Linked DNA regions of Zea mays: all the other regions are linked to region 3. A link is a contact called in public Hi-C data. All regions are on one chromosome and are shown on one strand. Each heading gives the region's core, a stretch centred on a gene start, on an enhancer-like site or on the middle of the called end of the contact. The rest is flanking DNA. Distances are from core to core; before and after follow the strand shown.

Region 1 (4,172 bases), core at 1,371-3,870, 180 kb before region 3:
GGTGGCGAGCAGTCCTTGCAAAAAGTCGAGCGTACGCACTAGGCATCCGGCATCCCCCTCTCTGCCTTCGACTCGCTGTCGTGTCGCCTTGGGCCGCCGCCACGACCTGATGCAAGCCTGAAATGCAACGAGCGAGGGCAACTGATCATTAATCAGTACGTACGAGCCAACGACGGAACGTACGGTGGCCGTGCCCACGTCGCCGTTTAAATCCGGGGCTCTCGCGTGCACTGGACCATCAGTCCATCACACGAGTCTGTCGCCGGCCCGATTTGAGCCGGGGTCGTTTTTTACCACACGAGGGCCGGAATCCCATTTCTATTCACAGGCTCACAGCGTAACCGAAATACAGGGTTTGCTAAAAAGACATGATAGAAACTATGAGACTGTTTGTCATGGCTCCGGGCCTCCAGCTTCACTGTTTTCTGCTGCTCCAACTCCAAACTTCAGCTGGAGTTGGAGCTGTCTGGAACGAGAGTTTGGCTAGCAGAGTATCTTTAGCTCAAATAAATTTAATTTGTATGCTACATTGACATTGTTGCCCTTGGTTTAGAATTAGAGTTATATATGTCACTCGCAATCCCACGTAAGAAATTAGAAGAGATAACTATACGCCAAAGAAAGCTCCCAAAAGATGGGACCTCGTATTAGATGTCCTTCAAATTTCCTATGAACCGAGCCATTATTTCATAGGAATTTTGTAAATTTTTAGATTAGTCAATCATTTATTCCGACTTTCCAAGGGCCATGTATGAAGACATTTCTACACATTTGCACCAGGGGATGCTAAAGTTTGTTGGAGGTCTAGACATGTGGGCTGTGGCTGTACAAACCACTTGTATTATCAATTATGTATAAATGGGTATTTAAATCACAGTTGTTAGCTTTAAACCTGAATAAATACCTACTTATCCAACATAACACATATGTATTTGTATTTTATACCATATACTCAGATATAAATAAAAACCGTATCAATGTATATGTGGGGATAGATATATATATCCTCGGGTCACCCTTGCCCGATTATGTCCCTTGTGCTATCTGAAAGGCCTCTTATGGGCCGCCTAAAGGTGCTCATTGGGCCTCAGTCATGTGGAAGCTATAAACCTCCGTGGAAGAAGCAGGCGTGAGCGGAAAGGAGTCTGATCGTGCCCTGCACATGCGACATACGGGAAAATCGACGAACGACTCGTTGACCATGGATGGACGCAATGTGACACGGACAAGGTGGGTCGTGGAGATCATGCACTAGTTCTATCTCTGTAACTCTGATTCAATCGATGATAAGGCTGAATAGAAGACCCCTACGAAGGCTGAATAGGAGACCCCTACTAAAAAATGACAGACACACGCCACATTCATCTTCTACATCTAGAAACCACTTGTAACGAGGAGAGGCATCGAACAATTCCACGACCAGAAACCACGTAGGGGACTATGCTCACTAACAGTCCGAACCTGCACAACTTCTTGTGTTCTGATATGTTCCGCATGTACCATCGAGCTACGATTGACGTTACTGTCCTCCTAAAAACGCTATGTAACGTGTTGCCGGTACTCGACACGAACAGTACGGACACCTAACTAGTATATATGAACTACGAGTTGCACTTGACCATCGCTACATAGCGCAACATGTGGTAATCTAAATAGAGCTGTCGAGCCTCAACGTGAAAACGAGCACAATAATTTGCCAATGTTTATTACCCCTTCATACTAAATTTCAATGTTTAAAAAAGTCAAACCATCCCACCATACAAGATTGTAAGTTATTTTAATTTTTTAGAGTCAAAACATCTCAAATTTGATTGTCTATAACAAATAAATAACATTTGTAATACCATTTTAGTTTTATCAAAAAAAATATTGATTATATTTTTTTATAGTACTACCTCCTTTCGCTTATATTTGGCATTGTGTAGTTCAATTTTTAACTAAACATCATCACATAAAAAATGGAGGAAGTATATTTGTTGATGTCAAAAATATTTGTTTTCTGTAATTTTGATCATATTTATGATATCAAACAAGTACACTGTAAAAAGCTAATTAATTAAACAAGTACACTGTAGAAAACTATTTGTTTTTATATAATTTTGTTTTTTTTCTTAGATGTAAAACAGGATGTCGGGGTTTATATAGAAAAAACAGAGTGTCGGATCCTCGGCTTTTATTGGGAGATAACCCATAGATATGGAGTTTTGTAGTATCAACTTTTAATTCCCTCCGTTTCTGAGCTTTTGGGCAGGTCGTACAAGCAAACATGCAACGATGGCACACGCCTGCATCGACGATGACACACGGAGATTTGACCCATAGCGGTGAGTAGCCAGCTTTTGCCAGTGGCGTCCCTACTGCTCGTGCTGGTCCATCCCCGTGCCAGCCGATCATATAGATAGATATAGCGTGTTTACCAACACCATCCACTGTGACCCGTCGGCTGTGTAGAGCGTGCCAGCCGATCATATAGATAGCTCGGCTCGCACCCCGTCGGCTCCCCGCCACGGCCCTTTCAACCCAAAAGACCCGTTTCTCGGACGCCGCGCCCCGCGCCTCCAGCTTAAACCCCGAAGGGCAGTTCCTAGTGCATCGCCGCCGCGGCCGCCGCTGAGAGTAGTCATGTGCTAGTGCGCCCCGGCGCAGTCCTAACGGTACGTAGGTCTCTCCACGGTGGTTTAGTGAAGTTAAGAACACCGCCATGGTGACAGGCCGGGTCAAGGCGGCCATGGGCTTCCAGCGCAGCCCCAAGTCGCAGGTGCCGGAGGCGGCGTCTCCTTCTCGGGCGCCTACGTCGGGGTCCGTGTCCACCGCCGGGTCGGCGCCGTCCAAGGCGTCGGCGCTCGCGCGGTCCTTCGGCGCGTACTTCCCGCGCTCTTCGGCGCAGGTGCGCCCCGCCGCCCGCGCGCCGCCGCAGGTCGCCGAGCTGCTGCGCGCCATCGAGCAGCTCCAGGAGCGGGAGTCGCGCCTCCGCGTGGAGCTGCTGGAGCAGAAGATACTCAAGGAGACCGTCGCCATCGTCCCGTTCCTGGAGGCCGAGCTCGCGGCCAAGAAGGCCGAGCTCCAGAGGTGCAGGGACACCGCGGAGCGGCTGGAGGCCGAGAACGGGCGGCTGTGCGCCGAGCTCGACGCCGCCGCGCTCGAGGTCACGAGCAGGAAGCAGAGGATCGTCGAGCTGGAGAAGGAGATGGCGGAGCTGAGGACGCGGCAGGACGCGGCAGCGGACGCCGACGACTGCTCCTCGTCCGCTTCGGCGCCGAGCGAGCGTCTCGAGAGCTCCAGCGCTGCGCCAAAGCCAAACCGCGCGAGTTTAGCTCAGCTTGATCCTCCAGCGCCGCCAGCGCCAGGGCCAGCGCCTTTGAAGTCCAAGTCCTACTTCTCCGCGAGCTCGTCGCACCCTTCGCCCGCAAGCTCGTCGCCGCCGCCCTCGCCGTCTTCCTCCACGTCGACCTCGTCTTCGCCAGCGCACTCCCGCTCGTCGTCGGACACGGCAGCCGCTCCAAGGCCCCGCGTGGTAGAGCTCTCAAAGCTCCCGCCCATACCTCCGCCGCCGCCGCCTTGCCCTCCTCCGCCACCTCCCAGCAGGAGCAAGAGATCCTCTCCCCCGAACTCAGCCAGCGTGGACGGAAGCGCAGCCGCCGCTCCGCCTCCCCCGCCGCCGCCGCCGCCGCCGCCTCCCCCTCCGGCAAGGAGGCAGTTCGGCGCCGCGCCAGCACCGCCTGCAGGGGCATCGTCGGGGCAGGGCGACGTGAGGCGCGTGCCCGAGGTGGTGGAGTTCTACCACTCGTTAATGCGGCGGGAGTCCAAGAGGGACGGCAGCGGCACAGCAAGTGAGGCCGCGAACGGAGGCGGCGGCGGCGCGGCGGCGACGCGCGACATGATCGGAGAGATCGAGAACCGGTCTGCGCATCTCCTCGCGGTGCGTAAAGCTGAAGCATCCATCCATCCGTAATCACCTCGTTCTCGTTTTCCGAACCGTGACCACCGCCGCCGGTACGCAGCTACTACGCGCGTTAGGTCGGGTAGATAGGCGTCCTCTTCAGCTGCTAGCCTTCTAACCACTGTCCGAATGGAACGACCCGAAGAACGCTTCGTGTAGGTTGGTTGGTTGGTTTGGTGACGCACAGTCGTGGAACAGTGGAGGCGTCGTTCTCCGTCGTCATTTATGACAA
Region 2 (4,497 bases), core at 517-3,016, 170 kb before region 3:
TTAATATAAGAATATATTCAACGGTTTTTCTAATGACACTGGTTATGTATTCTAAAGAACAATATTCTCCTGTACATATTTAGTTAAAGCTAATAGTATTTAACTTTTTGGGAAACCAAAATATGTGTGAGAGAGAGAGATAAAGGGAGCAGCCTAAACAGGCGGCACAGTACATGGCACGCGTGAATACCGTCCGGTACCACCACGGCCTATAATGCCTACCTGCCTGCTTCTACGAAAGTCACCGTTGCACATCCCATCTTTACAAGCACGAGTTCACGTAGGTCCATCCACAAAATCACGCTCACAGTCCGTATTTCATCACTTGGCAGAAGTGCTTCCGATTTTGGAAGACCAGTAGGTTCCTAGACGCTACCATCAACTGCCTAATGGCATGCTTTCATAGACGCTGGCAGTCTGATTACAATAACAGAAGAAATTTATAAAAGAGGGATCGCATCGCGTCGCATCTGGTGGACACAGGACGAGAGGGTCCAACAGTTTTGACCCCCTGTCAGCGTATCACGGTTCACGGGTAGTAAGACCGATGAGCAAGGAGACCTGTATCCGTAGCAAAACGCCAAAAGCGAACCATGGAACGCCTTTTTGTGTCCCTTCCCCCGTCACGGACCACCCACGAGCGAATTCCTCCTCTGCCACCACCACATGAGCAAATGGGCGGTGCGATTTGGCGCTGGTGCGCTACACTACACTACACTGCCCCGCCTCCATCTGCGGCAGACAAACGCGCCGTTCCACCCCTAGTGCCCCAAGGCCTGCGGCCGGAACTCCCAAAAGCCCAGCACGGGCACAGGCACAAACCTTTTCGAAAGATTATACTGTCTATTTCCAATCTTTGGTTAATTAGATGCTTAAGGCCTAGTTTGACGACCCTATTTTTCGCCAGAACGTTGCGCCGTGCTACTCTCACTAAAACCGAAAGGAGTGGTACACTGGTACTAGCATAGCACATGCAGGGGCACGGGCGCGGCAGGGTAGCGGCGCGTACGCACCTGGAACGTGACGCTGGAGACGGGGTTGCCCCTGGCGTAGGCGACCCTGGAGGACGCCGGCGCGGCCGCGCGCAGCATGCACGCAAGCGACTCCCACTGGTTCAGGCTGATGGAGTCCCCCACGAACAGTATCTTCTTCCCCTTCCACCGCCTCAGCAAGTCCTGCCCGTTGAACCTGGCGTGTTGGCAGCAACGACGGCGGGCGCGCCGTTATTAGCTCCAGGAGCACAGCCTGCACTGCACAGCCGCGCGGCGCGGCCTGGGCGCTTGGCTCCTGCTGGCGCGCCGAGATTCGATTCGATTCGATCGATGGAGGCGAGCACGCGTACGTACCTCGGGAGCTCGCAGGACGCCGGGCGCCACCGGTACTTGAGGTACAGCTTGTCGGGCCGGCCATACTTCTGGCAGTCGAACTCCGGCTCCACGAAGGGGCACCCCGCCGCGTCGTACATCGGCAGCGTGTCGTCGTACACCCAGCTGCCCTGGAACAGGTTGCACGACGCCATGCCAGTGCCGGGAGCGCCACCACGCTGGGCGCGCCGCCCTCCCCCGTGCCGCGTGCTGTTGTGCTGCCTCGCGGGCTTGTGCCGGAGGCCGAGCGTGCCAGTGCCCGTGCCCGCGGCGGCGGCGGCGCGCAGTAGCGACCACGCGACGGCCGCGGCGAGGAGGGGCAGGAGTGGCAGCTGCCGGTGCCGCTGCTTGGCCGCCATTGCGCGGCGCTGTGGAGTGAGCAGCGAGGAGCTGGGCCTTGCGGGGACGGACACGGACACGGACGGGTCAGATGAGGCCGGCGCGCCCGACTTTTTATAATAGTAAGCAGAGAGCGACGGGTTTTGCGCCTTTTATCCTGGCCTCTCTGGCTCTCTCTCTCAGCTTTTTCCCTGGGCTGGCCCTGGCCCTGGCCGGCCGGATTATCTCCGGTTAGATTCTCGGCCGGTCGCTGGCCGCTGGGGCCTGAGCGGCTGCGCCATGGGAATCCGCCGGGAAGGTTTTCCCTGCTGAGGCTGAGGTGGCAGAGGCTGACAGATGCGGCGATGTGACGACTCTGTATCGGCAGCGGCAAGGTCAGAGGCAGCGGTCGCCGGCAATACAGAGGTAGTAGTCCACGCCACGGCCCGCGGCGTCACCCTGTTACCGCCACTACCAGGCTCGTACATCGGCACCGCCCTTGAAAGAACTCCCACGGACTGCTGTCATTTTGTATCCGCCTAGTCTGACCTCTTGCATACGACGAGCATACGCTGGACTCCTGGTGGTTCATTGACCAATGTAGTATGTACATGAGTGCTTCAGGTACATGTACATGCATCTGCATATCTCCTCCGGCCTCACTCCGTGATTGCGGCATTGCGAATATACATTTGGTTTCCATATTTCTATGCTTCACTCGTTAGTACATCGGATGTGACGCTGTATACACTTCCAAGTTGGAGTGCATGCCCTTTATTAAATCTTTATATAATACTCATAATTAATATTCAAACATTAAACTTTAGTTAGCTGAATCAAACCCTTCGATGTTGCGCCCGCACCAGCTTTGTGGATCTATGGATCACTTATCCTGCTCTATGAGCATAGCAAGCGGAGTTATACACTTATACTCATTAGGGGTGGAACCACATGTTTGTCTAGGGACACTGGACCGATTTTTCCAACTCCTATGCTCCCATCTCTTTTCTGGTCTCTGTCCTCACCCAGATTATTTCGTACCATCATATAGAACATCGACCTTGCCCCATCAACCAGCGTGTTCCGGATCCCCATGCAACCACTATGAGCGTTCCGGATTTCATGCAACCACTACGAGTGCTTTCTCCTTCTCATTGTCGTTGAAAATCGACTAGATGGGAGATGAATAGACGAAAACTGAAAATTATAAACTTTGAGCACGCACTTCACCCGGGGTTAGGGTTAGAAATAAATAATAGTGAATTCGGAGTACGGAAGATAGTTATTCTTGATGTGATTTGCTCAATCAATGCGGATAACTTTGGGAGCCAACTCAAAAACAACGTGAGCAAGAGAACTTTTAGTGAGAGGGGAGATGGAAGAAACAAATCGAACGGTGAAGATCAACACAAATGGACACGGCGATTTGTTTCACGAGGTTCGGTTCCAAAGAACCTACTCCCGTTGAGGAGACCACAAAGGCCGGGTCTATTTCAACTCTTTCCCTGTCTCAATCGGTCACTTAGACCGGTTGAGTGCTTCTTCTCAATCTCACGGGTCACTAAGACCCCGCAAGGATCACCACACAATTATGTGTCTCTTACAAGCTTTACAAAACACTAGAGAGTTTAGAGATAGATGAAGAAAGCAACAATTGAAACACAAATCACCCTCTCTCAAGTCACTAAACATTTTAGATCACTTGACTTGATTTTGGCATTTGGAGAGGATTGGAGGCTTTGAATTTGTCTTTGGAGTGTATTATTTGCTCTTGTATTGAATGTAGAGAGTGGGAAGCTTGGATTGCTTGAATGGTGGTGGTTGGAGGTATTTATAACCTCAATCACTATTCTAGTCGTTGTCTCAATTCTCTGTCGATGGGCACACCGGACAGTCCGGTGATGCACCGGACACTCCACTGTTCACTGTTCGGTGAGTGTCACGTCAGCCGACCGTTGGAGTTTGGAGCTGTTGACCGTTGAAGTCGTCTATCTTTTTGGTGCACCGGACAGTCCGGTGGCACACCAGACAGTTTGTGCGAACTGGCATCGCAGACTGTCTCTGACCTTGTCGGCGTTTCGAGACCGGGGGGTCCCTGGGCCGACGAGTGAAATGTCGCCGCATGCCCCAGCCCAGATGGGTCAGCGCGAGACGGAGCGCGAAGGGGGGAAAAGGCAGACGGAGAGAGTGAGAGGTGGAAATCCCGCGGCCTTCGTGTTTGTCCCGCGCCCAGGTCGGGTGCGCTTGCAGTAGGGGGTTACAAGCGTCCACGCGGGAGGGGAGTGTCGGCGTTTCGAGACAGGGGGGTCCCTAAGCCGACGAGTGAGTGTGCTGCGTGCCCCAGCCCAGATGGGTCGAGCGCGTGGGCGAGCGCGAAGGGGGGAGAGGCGAGGTGGCCGGAGTCGAGCGTGAGAGAGGTGTAAGTCCCGCGGCCTTCGTGTTCGTCCCGCGCCCAGGTCAGGTGCGCTTGCAGTAGGGGGGTTACAAGCGTCCACGCGGGTGAGGGAAGCGAGCGGCCCCAAGAGAGCGCCTGTCCCGTCCTCGGTCCCGCGCGGCCAACCTCCTCTGAGAAGGCCCTGGTCCTTCCTTTTATAGTCGTAAGGAGAGGATCCAGGTGTACAATGGGGATGTAGCAGAGTGCTACGTGTCTAGCGGAGGGAGAGCTAGCGCCCTAGGTACATGCCAATGTGGCAGCCGGAGAGATCTGGGCACCCTGCTGGCGTGATGTCGTGGCTGTCGGAGGTGCGGCGGAGCCTGATGGAGGGACAGCTGTTGGAGCGGTCGAGTCCCTGCTGACGTTGTCCTGCTTCCGTAA
Region 3 (4,329 bases), core at 120-2,619:
CTCGCAGGCGCTCCAGGTCGTTGATGGCGCGCAGCGCCACGCGCCACGCGCGGCGCTGCGAGTAGTAGAGCGTCAGGTCGGGCACGCCGTACTGGCGGCTGCAGAAGCTGCACCCGACGAGGCGCCGCCGCTCGTAGAAGAGGGAGGGGCGGGAGAACCAGTTGGCCGCCGACACCAGCACGTAGTCGAAGCGGGGCATCTGGGACACCCACTTGTCGTCGGGCTCGTCCAGGTAGAGGCTCCAGTGGCCCGTGTGCGCGGGGCCGTCGTGGTCGGGCTCCCGGGCGCGCACCAGGAACGGCGACCAGAACATGCTGATGGTGAAGTTGTACGCCCGGTAGTGGTACACCTTGTTCTGGTCCGACGGGTTCGCCGACAGGTCCTTGGGATACGCCACCTGCAGCCAGCCATGGAGACACAGTGGTCGCGAGGTCAGTTCGCTGCTTGCATGTGGCTGTCTCTGCTCTGGTGGTGTGGTGTAGTGTGGAAGTGGAAGCTTCAGCTGCGCAAAGTCTGATGCGTCTCGGCGGCAGAGCAGGCCGTTGTCATCATCATCACTCAGGAGCAGCCGAGCACATAAACGAAGTAACCAACGGACCTGGGACAGGAGGCAGAGCAGCGACTGCATGTGGTTCCGCGCCAGCGAGTCCCCGACGAAGGCCAGCGACTTCCCGCGGGCGAACTGCAGGAACTGCAGCGGGTCGAAGCGCGGCAGCTCGCATCCGGAGGGCCGCCACCGCCACTTGAGGAAGCCCAGGTCGGGGCGGCCGTACTTGAGGCAGTTCTGGTGCTCCTGGATCATGTGGCACGTCTTGTGGTTGTAGTAGGGCGCCTCCGCGTCCGGCACCCACTCGCCGCGGAAGATGTCGCAGTACTTCATGACGCTGACCACGGGCGCCGAGGAGGCCAGCTTCGCGGTGCGCGGCGCCACGCCGACGCCCACCAGCCCGAAGTACTGCGCGTTGGTGAGCACGATGAGGATGGCCAGCGCCGAGAAGTAGACCGGCACCGGCCCGAACAGGAACCGCACCAGCCAGTGGAGCTTCTTCATCCTACCGGCCTTCTGCCGCCGCCGCCTCGAGCGGCAGACCTCCGATTCAACTCCCCACACCGTACCTAGCTGGCTACCTAGCAATCTCTCACCCGCGCGGCTAGCAATTCATGCCCAAGTCGAGCGTCGGCTAGTAAGACGACGACGGCCTCCGGCGCTGGTGGCCGGGCTCACCGCTCTCGCTCGCTCGCTGTGTGCTATCCATCCATGCCGAAACCCCTTTTGGTGCTCTTGAATAAGCCGGTGGCCGCGTGAAGGCAGGGAGTAGGTGCGCGGCCGGTTTCAATAATACTGCCAAGTGGGTCTCGCAAGAGAACATGTCTGTCCCTGTCAATATTAATCGCGTAAGCCCCCGTCATTAAGAAAATGCCCTCCCGCTTGACCTCTGTTTTGGGAGAGGGGGGGGGGGGGGGGGGGGGGGGGGGGTCATCGCCCGCTGCTTGCCCTGCTGCCGAGCTGTAAAAATTGAGCTGTCTTTGACGAGTGCCCGGGTCGTGCCCCCCTGCAGATCTGAAACAGATTATCCCACCATATAATACGCGTTTTGCTGTACCACTACTGATGCAGGAGGATATAAAACAAATGCGACAGACAGCGGTCGACGTGCGTGCGCGCCCATCGATAAGAAGAACATCGGGTATTAGTTGTGGTTCGGGAGTGCTCGCCATGCTCGGTTTCAGAGGCGGGATGTTTGTCCGGTGGGAGCTTGGCGAGATTGACGGTGGCGGCGGGCGGCGGAGAAGATGCCTTCTGCTCGTGGTCGGCCTTTACCAGCCATAGCGTAACGAGAGAGAGAGAGAGAGAGAGGGAGGCAACTGCGACGGCAAGGAACCGGCGCCTGACCGGGCGTCCTGACATCAGATTGGATCCAAGTAGCCATCACGGAAGGCGCGTCGCCTGGTTGGGCCCCATCCGGCCGGCGATCTCAGTTCGGCAGGAGGCGGACGTTAACCCCGAGGTTGGCACGGTCTGTGCCACCATATGGAGCACACACAGCGAAGTCACCGAGCTGCTGTTTGAAATGGGCTGGACTGGACTAGTAGATAGATCTACGTGCGTGCGTGCGTAACGGCAGGAACCGCGTGGATTGGGCGCAACCATTCGTCCGGAAGAGCAGCGACGCGACACGAAAGGAACGCGGCGTGGCGTCGTCAGAGAAGAAAGCAAAAAAAAAAAAAGCAGGGCGTGTTGGCTCTCCTCCTTGCGTGCCCGACTCATTGCTCCCTGCCAAAGATTGTTTAGCAGAACGGCACAAAGAGAGACAGGCCTACGTGGAGTGAATAGCCGCAACAGCTGTTGCCTGGGACCGGTCCGCGGGATGGGAATGGGACCACGAGCGAGCAGCGTCCGGGCGCGTGAAGGCGCCGAGGAAATTATCTCCGGGGGTGAACGGCAGCAGTACACAGCGCACGGCGGTGGATCGATTGGTAACTCTTGGGGACCGAATCAATCCACACGGATAAAGTACGATTATCAGCTCAATTGGATGCATTTTTTTATATCCATGAATAATACATTTCAAGGAGCATTTATAGATGTTTCGTCTTGTCGGCGTTCCGAGACCGGGGGTCCCTAGCCGACGAGTGAATGTCGCCGCGTGCCCCAGCCCAGATGGGTCGAGCGCGAGGGCGAGCGCGAAGGGGGGAGAGCGAGGCGACCGGAGACCGGCGTGAGAGAGGTGGGAATCCCGCGGCCTTCGTGTTCGTCCCGCGCCCAGGTCGGGTGCGCTTGCAGTAGGGGGTTACAAGCGTCCACGCGGGAGAGGGAGCGAGCGGCCCCAAACGAGCGCCTGTTCTCGTCCTCGTCCCCACGCGGCCAACCATCTCTAAGAGGGCTCTGGTCCTCCCTTTTATAGGCGTAAGGAGAGGATTTAGGTGTACAATGGGGGTGTAGCAGGGTGCTACGTGTCTAGCGGAGGTGAGCTAGCGCCCTAGGTACATGCCATTGTGGCAGCCAGAGAGATCTTGACACCCAGCTGGTGTGATGTCGTGGCCGTCGGAGGAGCGATGGAGCTTGGCGGAGGGACAGCTGTCGGAGCGGTTGAGTCCTTGCTGACGTCCTCTTGCTTCCGTAAGGGGGCTGAGAGCCACCGTCGTCACAGAGCATGCGGGGCGCCATCATTGCCTATCTGGCGGAGCGAGCCAGATGGGACGCCGGTCTTATTCCCTACGGCCCGAGTCAGCTCGGGGTAGGGTGATAATGGCGCCTCCTGTTGACGTGGCTGGTCTGCGCCCTAGGTTGGGCGATGCGGAAGCTCCTTCGAGGCCGAGGTCGAGTCCGAGCCCCCGGGTCGGGCGAGGCGGAGATTGCCGGCTGGTGCTGGGGCGGAGTCCGAGCCCTGGGGTCGGGCGAAGTGGAGTTCGTCGTCTTCTGGGGCCGAGCCCAAGTCCGAGCCCTAGGTCGGGCGAGGCGGAGATCGTCGTCTTCTGGGGCCGAGCCCAAGTCCGAGCCCTAGGTCGGGCGAGGCGGAGATCGTCGTCTTCTGGGGCCGAGCCCAAGTCCGAGCCCTGGGCAAGGCGGAGATCGCCGTCTTCCGGGACTTAGCCCGAGTCCGAGCCCTGGGTCGGGCGGAGTTCGCCGTCTTCCGGGACTTAGCCCGAGTCCGAGCCCTGGGTCGGGCGGAGTTCGCCGTCTTCCGGGACTTAGCCCGAGTCCGAGCCCTGGGTCGGGCGGAGTTCGCCGTCTTCCGGGACTTAGCCCGAGTCCGAGCCCTGGGTCGGGCGGAGTTCGCCGTCTTCCGGGACTTAGCCCGAGTCCGAGCCATGGGTCGGGCGGAGTTCGCCGTCTTCCGGGACTTAGCCCGAGTCCGAGCCCTGGGTCGGGCGGAGCGGAGTTTCCTATGGTGCCTTCGGCAGGGCCTGACTGCCTGTCAGTCTTACTATGTCAAGTGGCACTGCAGTCGGAGTGGCGCAGGCGGCGCTGCCCTTCTGTCGGGCCGGTCAGTGGAGCGGCGAAGTGACGGCGGTCACTTCGGCTCTGCCGGCTGGGGGGCGCGCGTCAGGATAAGGGTGTCAGGCCACCTTTGCATTAAATGCTCCTGCGACTTGGTCGGTCGGTGCGGCGATTTGGTCAGGGTTGCTTCTTAGCGAAGGCAGGGCCTCGGGCGAGCCGGGAATATGTTCGCCGCTGAAGGGGGGCCTCGGGCGAGACGGAAATCCTCCAGGGTCGGCTGCCCTTGTCCGAGGCTAGGCTCGGGCGAGGCGTGATCGTGTCCCTCGAATGGACTGATCCCTGACTTAATCGCACCCATCAGGCCTTTGCAGCTTTTGTGCTGATGG

What was found. Hi-C and Micro-C count contacts between places; a contact is called where the count stands out from the background.
Region 1: a Hi-C map of bundle sheath shows a contact between it and region 3, with 2.7 times the contacts expected there. The contact joins the promoter of LOC100273527 here to the promoter of LOC100277263 in region 3. A contact is called at or near these places in 4 of 25 Hi-C or Micro-C datasets (bundle sheath, endosperm, leaf and 1 more).
Region 2: a Hi-C map of tassel shows a contact between it and region 3, with 3 times the contacts expected there. The contact joins the promoter of LOC103651417 here to the promoter of LOC100277263 in region 3. A contact is called at or near these places in 5 of 25 Hi-C or Micro-C datasets (bundle sheath, ear, endosperm and 2 more).

Annotation. Positions count from the first base shown.
Region 1 is chr3:219,378,411-219,382,582 of Zm-B73-REFERENCE-NAM-5.0, reverse strand. LOC100273527 (pherophorin like protein) reads left to right here and starts at 2,620. Exons shown (of 6, transcript NM_001147945.1): 1 at 2,620-3,919. The coding sequence starts at 2,702.
Region 2 is chr3:219,361,125-219,365,621 of Zm-B73-REFERENCE-NAM-5.0, reverse strand. It overlaps LOC103651417, which reads right to left and starts at 1,766. Exons shown (of 5, transcript NM_001150673.2): 1 at 1,347-1,766; 2 at 1,014-1,188. The coding sequence starts at 1,723.
Region 3 is chr3:219,192,280-219,196,608 of Zm-B73-REFERENCE-NAM-5.0, reverse strand. It overlaps LOC100277263, which reads right to left and starts at 1,369. Exons shown (of 2, transcript NM_001150882.2): 1 at 599-1,369; 2 at 1-397. The coding sequence starts at 1,051.